2 separate regions of the Callithrix jacchus genome follow, and region 2 is linked to region 1. A link is a contact called in public Hi-C data. All regions are on one chromosome and are shown on one strand. The core of a region is the stretch at or near the end of the contact, and the rest is flanking DNA. Distances in the headings are between cores, read along the strand shown. Region 1 overlaps BCL7A (BAF chromatin remodeling complex subunit BCL7A). Region 2 overlaps MLXIP (MLX interacting protein).

Region 1 (4,261 bases), core at 1,161-3,660:
TGTAGTGACCTGAGATTGTGCCAGTGCACTACAGCCTGGGTGACAGAGTAAGACTCTGCCTCAAAACCAAAAACAGTCCGGGTGTGGTGGCTCACACTTGTGATCCCAGCACTTCGGGAGGCCAAGGTGAGTAGATCACCTGAGGTCAGGAGTTTGAAAATCCTGGCCAACACGGCCAAACCTCGTCTCTACTAAAAAATTACAAAAATGAGCCAGGCATGGTGGCGCGCACCTATAGTCCCAGCTACTCAGGAAGCTGAGGAAGGAAAATCACATGAACCCAGGAGGCGGAGGTTCAGTGACATGCCACTGAACTCCAGCCTGGGCGACACAGTGAGACTCTCAAAAAAGCCAAAACCAAAACAACAACAAAAATGAAAACATCATGCTGAGTGAGAAGTCAGACACAAAAGGCCACGGAGTGTACGATTCCATTTATGTGAAAGTCCACACGCCTCCCATCCCAGCACTTTGGGAGGCCGAGGCAGGCAGATTACAAAGTCAACAGATCGAGACCATTCTGGCCAATATGGCGAAACCCTGTTTCTACTAAAAATACAAAAATTAGCTGGGCGTGGTGGTGCGCACCTGTAGTCCCAGCTACTCGGGAGGCTCAGGCAGGCGAATTGCTTGAACCTGGGAGTCAGAGACTCCAGTGAGCCGAGATTGTACCACTGCACTCCAGCCTGGCAACAGAGTGAGATTCGGTCTAAAAAAAAAAGTCCAGAATAGGCAAATCCATGGAGACAGAAAGTTTACTGGTTACCCAGAGTGGGGACCCAGTGTTGCTGGGGAAGGGAGAAGTGAAGAATGATTGCTGGTGTCTGCAAGGTTTCTTTTTGGGGTGATTAAAATGTTTTGGAACCAGACAGAAGTGGTGGTTGCACAGCCTTGTGAGTGTACTCTCAGTGAATTATTCATTTACCATGGTTAATTTCATGTGAATGTCATCTCAATTAAAAAAAAAAAATGGCCAGGTGTAATAGCTCACACCTGTAATAACAACAGTTTGGAAGGCCAAGGTGGGAAGATCACTTGAGCTCAGGAGTTTGTGACCAGCCTGGGAAATATAGTGAAATCCCATTTCTAGTTTATTCATTTATTTTTTTAAAGAGAGGGGTCAGGCCAGGCACAGTGGCTGATGTCTGTAATCCCAGCACTTTGGGAGATGGAGGTGGGTGAATCACAAGGTCAGAAGTTCGAAGCTGGTCTGACAAACATTGTGAAACCCATCTCTATTAAAAATACAAAAATTAGCTGGGTGTGGTGACACACGCCTGTTGTAATCCCAGCTACTCAGGAGGCTGAGGAAGGAGAATGGCTTGAACCCGAGAGGTGGAGGTTGCAGTGAGCTGAGATCGTGCCATTGCACTCCAGCCTGTGTGACAGAACGAGACTCTGTCTCGGAAAAAAAAAAAAGAGAGAGAGAGAGAGAGAGAGAAGCCAGGTGTGGTGGTTTACGCCTGTAATCCCAGCACCTTGACAGGACAAGGCAGGCAGATCACTTGAGGTCAGGTTTTCGAGACCAGCCTGGCCAACAAAAACCCATCTCTACTAAAAATACAAAAATTCACCGGGCATGGTGGCAGGTGCCTGTAATCTTAGCTATTCAGGTGGCTGAAGCAGGAGAATCATGTGAGCTCAGGAGGCAGAGGCTCCACTAAGCCGAAAATCACCACTGCACTCTAGCCTGGGTAACAGAGTGAGACTTCATCTCAAAAAAAAAAAAAAGAAAGAAATCATATTAACGTTTTACTCTCTTTCATAATACATGTTTGCTTTAACATAAACATTTCAAGTTCTTACTGACCTAGAAAAGTTGCCCATCTGTGGCTTTGCATCTCTCACCACAGCCCCTTTCTGTCCGGCACAGCAGGCTCTGCAAAGTGGCGGGGGAGGTGGCGGCCCCGGATGGAGGCTTAGAAATCACGAAGGTGCCCCGTCACCCAGAGACTCACACTGACCCATGCTGGGAGAGAGGTGCCCAGCAGAGCCTCCCCTGAGAGCCAGGCCCCAGAGCTTGGTGGGAACTGGCCCTGGAACCCACAGAGCATTCAAGGGCTCAGGGCAGCAGCTGATTCTCTGAGCACTGCAGTACTGGAACTCACCCAGGGGAAATTCTTTTCCTGGGGCCTAAATTTAGTCCAGGGAGCTTGGACAGGAATTATGTCATTCCCTGAACTCACACAGCAGTAAACAAGTTCAAAGCAAGGTCAACAGCTGGTGGCCGACCTGGCCTGTCCCGGCAGGCAGTGTGCTCCCACCTGGGAAGGCCACACGGGTCTGTCCCTGTGCCCTTCCCATGGGTGGCTTGGGCAGCGGGCAGGTGGGTCCTGGCTGAGCAGTGCAGGGCAGCCCTGCAGGCCCAGGGGCCTGGGGTGGCCAGAGAGGACCCTGGTATGGCCCCCACCTGGGTCCTGCCAATTTAGCATCTGACGGTGGTGGCGAGAAAGTAGCAACTAACTGGACACGCTAACTCAAAACTGAATTCCTGCTGCGGAGCTGCAATCGGTCTTCTAGAGCAAAGGAGACACTGCTGCCAAACGTGGGAGAAACAAGGCCACGGCCAGAAAGAAGCCAGGACGGGAAAGAAGCAGAAACGCGGCTGCAGACGAAGCCCACGTCTGTCCTTGGCACCCTGCAATCGCTCCCCTGATGGAAGGGCGGACGAGGAAACCCGGAGGCTCCCAGATCCTCCTCCTAAGTTCTAGCTCCGGGCTGAGCACTTGGCTGGCATTCTCACCCCCTTCACTCCTGGCGAGGGAGGCAGCTTCTATTCATCCCATTTTATTTTCTTTTGAGACAGGGTCTCATTCTGTTGCCCAGGCTGGAGTGCAGTGGCACGAACATGGCTCACTGAAGCCTCCACCTCCCAGGCTCAAGCGATCCTCCCACCTTAGCCTCCTGACCCTGGCGCCCCATTTTACAAACAAGGAAGTAGGAGGGTAAGCAGAGGTGATGCTGCCTGCCCAAGGCCACGCAGCTGGTGAGTGTCACCCGGATGTGCCCAAAGCCCCCATCCCAGCCCCTCTGCTTTCTACCTGTAGAACCATCTGCCAGGGAAGCCTGGTGGGCAATGCTGAGATCGAGGGGGCCAGGAGAGGGGGTGAGGGGAGATGGCATATACTGTACCTGGCGAAGGTTATAGCGAAGGCACTAGGGCACTAGCTCTCAGCAGGGGGTGATTTTACCCCATCCCCACCCTGGGGACATTGGTTAACAAATGGAAACATTTTGGTGGAAACTGCTCAATGTCCCACAATGCACAGGATGGCCCCCTCGATAAAGAATGATCCGAGACTGGACACAGTGGCTCATGCCTGTAATGCCAGCATTTTGGGAGGCTGAGGTGGGTGGATCATCTGAGGTCAGGAGTTCGAGACCAGCCTGGGCAATATGGTGAAACCCTGTCTCTACTAAAAATACAAAAAATTAGCCAGGTGTGGTGGTGCATGTCTGCAGTGCCAACTACTCAGGAGGCTGAGGCAGAAGAATTGCTTGAACCTGGGAGGTGGAAATTGCAGTGAGCCCAGATCGCGCCACTCCGGGCTAGGCGACAGTGAGACTCTGTAAAAACACAATTAAAAAAAGAATGATCCAGCCCCAAATGCCAGGGGTGCCGAACCTGAGAACCCCTGCGCCAGTGGTGTCTTTCTACCCACGACTTCTAGGGAGGAAAGTTGTGTGTGCAGAACCTGCGCCATTCTGAGTGTGTGCAGCCTCTGATTAAACAGTTCCACTTCCAGAGACGAGGCCTGCAGGAGCCACCTGCACCTGGGCAAAGAGGCAGAGAGACGAGGGTACCAGAACCCCTGCAGGAAGACAGGAACACCTAAGCGACCATCCCTGAGGGGCTGTTCAAATAAATGATGGCACAGTCACAGACTTGAACGGGAAGTATTATAGCTGATACGGAGAATGGCATGAACCTGCAATCTCCGCCTACCAGGTTCAGGCAATTCTCCTGTCTCAGCCTCCCAAGTAGCTGGGATTACAGGCACGCAGCAGCATGCCTAGATATTTTTTTGTATTTTTAGTAGCAACGGAGTTTCACCATGTTGGCCAGGCTGGTCTCAAACTCCTAACCCCAGGTGATCCACCTGCCTCGGCCTCCCCTCCCAAAGTGCTGGGATTACAGGTGTGAGCCACCTCCCCTGGTCTCTCCAGTATACTTGAAGAGCCAGTTGCTCACCCCACTGAGTGAGGGAGGCTTTCCAAATTCCTATTTCCAGCTTTCTTTCCAACACTCCATTTTGAGCTC
Region 2 (4,064 bases), core at 458-2,957, 77 kb before region 1:
TCTAGACACTTCCTGTGCATGTATAATCATACATAGACAAACACTTTAAAAATTACCAGAAAGACATTAACCCTCTCTGTCCTCGAGCTGGCCCTTCTGAGAAGGGGTAGGCTCTGGCAGCCTGGGGTTGCCAGAGGCCACCAAGTGCCAGGCCTGGCCCCCAGGCCATGGATGGCACAGGGCAGGCCCAGGGCTCCCTTCCACAGCCTCTCTTGCAGGACTAGCCTGCTGTGAGCCGCTCCTGGTGAGGTGCCAGTGTGTTTCCTCTCTCAGCCACCCTGGGTCACCGCCAAGTACCTCTGGCCGGCGGTGCTCGTCTACATCCACAGAGCCATCCAGGGGCGTCACAAAGTGGCACACAGGATTCTTGCGCTTCTCCAGATCTGAGAAGAGAGAGGGTGAGAGTCATTACCATGATCCAAACCCGAGGGAGCGCCGTCTTGTCTGCTGCGCCCCTCCCCTAGTGCAGACAAATTCCCAGGTACCCTTTCCTTCTCCTTCCCTTCGAAAAGGCGATTTCAGGGGAATAAAGGAGTCCAGGTGAAAGGGGAGGAATCTGTCAATAACCCCTCAGCCAGAAAAGCAGCATGGCTTCTCAGAGAAAGACCAGCCCAACACAAGCCTGCCCCAGCACACTCATTTCCCGGAGAAGCTGCCAGGTCCATAGCACCCAGGTTGGAGAGAGACGGCCCGTGCCCGAGTCTTCCTAGACTTGCTCCCCGACTCTCAGATGTCACCCCTTAAATGTCCACTTCCCTAGGACTCGGCTTGGGTTTCTTGTCGGCAGAGACTAAACTTCTGTTAGAAACTTGGCTTGGGTTTCCTGTCAGCAGAGACTCTGGCCCCTGGGTGCCCAGGCCTCCAGGGCATGGAGCCTTGACTGCCATGGGCGCCCAGGCTGGGTGGCACTTACACTGCATGTACCAGGCCCGCCAGATGGCATTATTGAGCCGGATCTTGTCTCTCCACTGGAGCTTCAGGCCCTTGAAATTCTTCCACTTTGGAGACACCAACTTCCCACTGAAAGGCAAAGCAAAGTGGAGAGACTCAGTGGTTCCTCTGAAAACGAAATGAAATATAAAAGTGCTACCCAATCATTCCAGGACCGAACTCCTGACTGATCCACTCCCAGCCACAGGTCGGGCTTCAAGGAATTCAGGTCACTGGGGGATTTCTACAGAGTGATACATGGGGCAGGGAGTGGCAGGGACGCTGTCAGGGTTCAGAGGACAGGACTGGCCATGGGGTGTAGCCATTGGTGCGGGCAACAGCATATGGGGTTCACTATAGTCTCTGTCTACTTTAGCATATGCTACACGTTTTCCATAACTAAAAATTAAAAAGAAATCTGTTGACCACAGAGTGAAAACCAGGTTCCTTTGACCTGCTTTGCCACCAGCCCCCGTGAGGCATCATTCACAATCCAAGCACCTGAGTATCCTGCTGGCCTGAGCTGCTGCAGGGCAGGGCCCTTCCTGCCTCCCAGAGCCTCTGACATGGTTCTCAATCTTGATGTCCCTCCACTTGGCCACCTCCTCATCCCTCAAGATGCTGCCCCCACATCATCTCCTCTGAGCTGACCTGGCCTATCCCAGGCTGCACCGATTCCTTCAGGGTCTCTCTGCTCTCCGCTTCAGGACAGTCTCACGGGAGCACTTCTGTAGCAGTGTCTGCACACATGAACCTTCCCCTGTGGACAGTGCAGCTTCTCTAGGGAGGACCATTAGGTGGCCTGGCACACAGTAGGGGCTCAATTGACAATTCTTCATTAAATAAGTCAAGAGCACTTGGAAACCAGCCTCCCAGTGGCACAGCCATCTTGGGCAGCTCAGTTTTCCAAGTGCTAGGCCAGGAACCGTCTCTGGGCAGTGGCATAGGGTTTCTCTTTTTCAGATGGCTTGAGATGGGCAAGGCACTATTTCTGGCCCCTACTACAGGGGGGCTGAGGAGGCTTTGTCTGACCACAGGCCACAGCCCTGCCCCTTCTCCAGTCCCACTCAGAAAGGCCACGTGGCAAACCTAGATCTGCCAATAATAGCTGCAGACTTCACAGGAAGCGCCTGAGCAACAAACATTCCGTGAAGCTGGAACCTGCTCTGGAAGGCAGACGCCCCTGGCTATGACCCTGGCAGGACCCTCACGCCTATCCCCACCCAACCCAGCAAGGAGCCCAGGTTCTGGGCAATACAAGCCAGAAGGTTATGTCACCCCCAGAAAAATCCTCTTAGCACACGAGAGACATGCAGAGAGCAGCAGCCTCCGCCCAACAGGTTGGGCACTCAGAGCTGTCACACGTCTTCTTCCTTCCTTCTCTCCCCAATTCAAAGGCTTGTCTAACCTACCTCTATGCTGATGGCCTGGCCTCACTGGTGGTACATCAGGCAGCTGCAACATCAGAGAGCCACAGCTGTGTCATGGGTACAAGCAGAATGACACACTCTCCTCCAGAGTGTGTTAATAAGGACTAAATGAGAGCATACTTGTGTATGGTAAGATACACACACACATACATGCTTAGACACACACACAACTGGTAAACCCTAAAGCAAACACAAAGATATTAATAACCATCTTGATGATCTTCAGTTATTACTGAAAGGCATAATTTTTTTTTTTTTGAGATGGAGTCTCACTCTGTTGCCCAGCCTGGAGTGCAGATGCACGATCTCGGCTCACTGCAACCTCCACTTCCTGGGTTCAAATGATTCACCAGCCTCAGACACTTGAGTAGCTGGGACTACAGCCATAAGCCACCATGTCCACCTAATTTTTTTTGTTTTTGAGATGGAGTTTCGCTCCTGTTGCTGAGGCTGGAATGCAATGGCACAATCTCGGCTCACTGCAACCTCTGCCTCCCAGGTTCAAGTGATTCTCCTGCCTCAGCCTCCCAAGTAGCTGAGATTACAGGAATGCGCCACCACACCTGACTAATTTTGTATTTTTAGTAGAGACGGGGTTTCACCATGCTGGTCAGGACGGTCTCAAACTCCTGACCTCAGGTGATCCACTCACCTGGGCCTCCCAAAGTGCTGGGGTTACAGGTGTGAGCCACTGTGCCCAGCCTAATTTTTGTATTTTTAGTAGAGATGGGGTTTCACCATGTTGGCCAGGCTGGTCTTAAACGCCTAACCTCAAGTGATCCTTCCACCTCCACCTCCCAAAGTGCTGGGATTACAGGTGTGAGCCGCCATGCTCAGCCGGGTATGATGTTTTTAACCCCTGCCCTGACTTCAAAAGCCCTTTCTCTTACATTTGCCATATTGCTATGTGGTTCCTCTTCCTCCACAAGTGGAAAAGGTGACACCTGTGCCCCCTGCCAACACCAGGAACAGACCTGGGCAGAGGTCGGCCCCAAGTGCCAGGCCAGCCCTGAGGGTGGGATCCATGTAGCTGCAGAAGCCTCACCTGCTCTGCGCTGTGAAGAGCTGAAGACTGAGGTCGGGGGACGGGTGAGGCGGTGAGGTCCCCCTCATGTAGCACGCCCTTGGCGGAGGCACACGACATGCCTGCAAGCTGAGTGTCCTGAAGGGCAGACAGCTGTAGGCACCAGGTGGATAACCAACCTGGCCAGAGCAGCCAGGGGAGGTTTTCTGGAGGAAGTGGCATTTAAGCAAAGGCCTATGGAAAAGGTACACCAGCTCAGCAGAGAGGAGGCAAGGCCCACGCAGTTCCTTCTGCCTGGCCTGTGGTGGCACCAGTGAGCAGGAACTCAGCCTGATCCAGGCAGTGAAAAGCCCTCAATGTATGAGCCAGGTGTGGTGGCACCTGCCTGTAGTCCCAGCTACTGGGTAGACTAAGGCAGGAGGATTGCTTGAGCCCAGGTGTTTGAAGCTGCAGTGAACCACGATAGCACCGATGCACTCCAGCCTAAGTGAAGGAGCAAGACTCTGTCTCCAAAAAAAAAGGGCAACCAAAAAGGGTGTCACACCAACAGCTTCGATCCCATGCAATGAGGGGAGTGGCAAGACGCAGGGAAATTTAGCCTTACAGGCTAGAAACCTCAAGGTTTAGTTTGAGGGTCCCCTCTTCTTCCTCTCCGTGAGCTGAAATGTTTCCCTTTTCTT

The links. Hi-C and Micro-C count contacts between places; a contact is called where the count stands out from the background.
Region 2: a contact with region 1 is called in a Hi-C map of skeletal muscle, with 9 times the contacts expected there. The contact joins two enhancer-like sites. A contact is called at or near these places in 3 of 3 Hi-C or Micro-C datasets (induced pluripotent stem cells and skeletal muscle).

The regions. Positions count from the first base shown.
Region 1 is chr9:125,253,895-125,258,155 of calJac240_pri, reverse strand. All of the region lies in intron 5 of BCL7A (BAF chromatin remodeling complex subunit BCL7A), which reads right to left. Among named protein-coding and RNA genes, the nearest start is that of BCL7A, 27 kb to the right of the region's middle. Within about 2 kb of position 2,410, at least 11 of the 16 cell types and tissues checked have an H3K27ac peak or open chromatin away from gene starts, as enhancers often do. A contact at or near this core is called in skeletal muscle, where this site is marked.
Region 2 is chr9:125,330,669-125,334,732 of calJac240_pri, reverse strand. MLXIP (MLX interacting protein) reads right to left here. Exons shown (of 19, transcript XR_013522177.1): 2 at 914-1,020; 3 at 298-383. LOC144577694 (a long non-coding RNA gene) reads left to right here. Exons shown (of 3, transcript XR_013522179.1): 3 at 1-5. Among named protein-coding and RNA genes, the nearest start is that of MLXIP, 43 kb to the right of the region's middle. Within about 2 kb of position 1,707, at least 3 of the 16 cell types and tissues checked have an H3K27ac peak or open chromatin away from gene starts, as enhancers often do. A contact at or near this core is called in skeletal muscle, where this site is marked.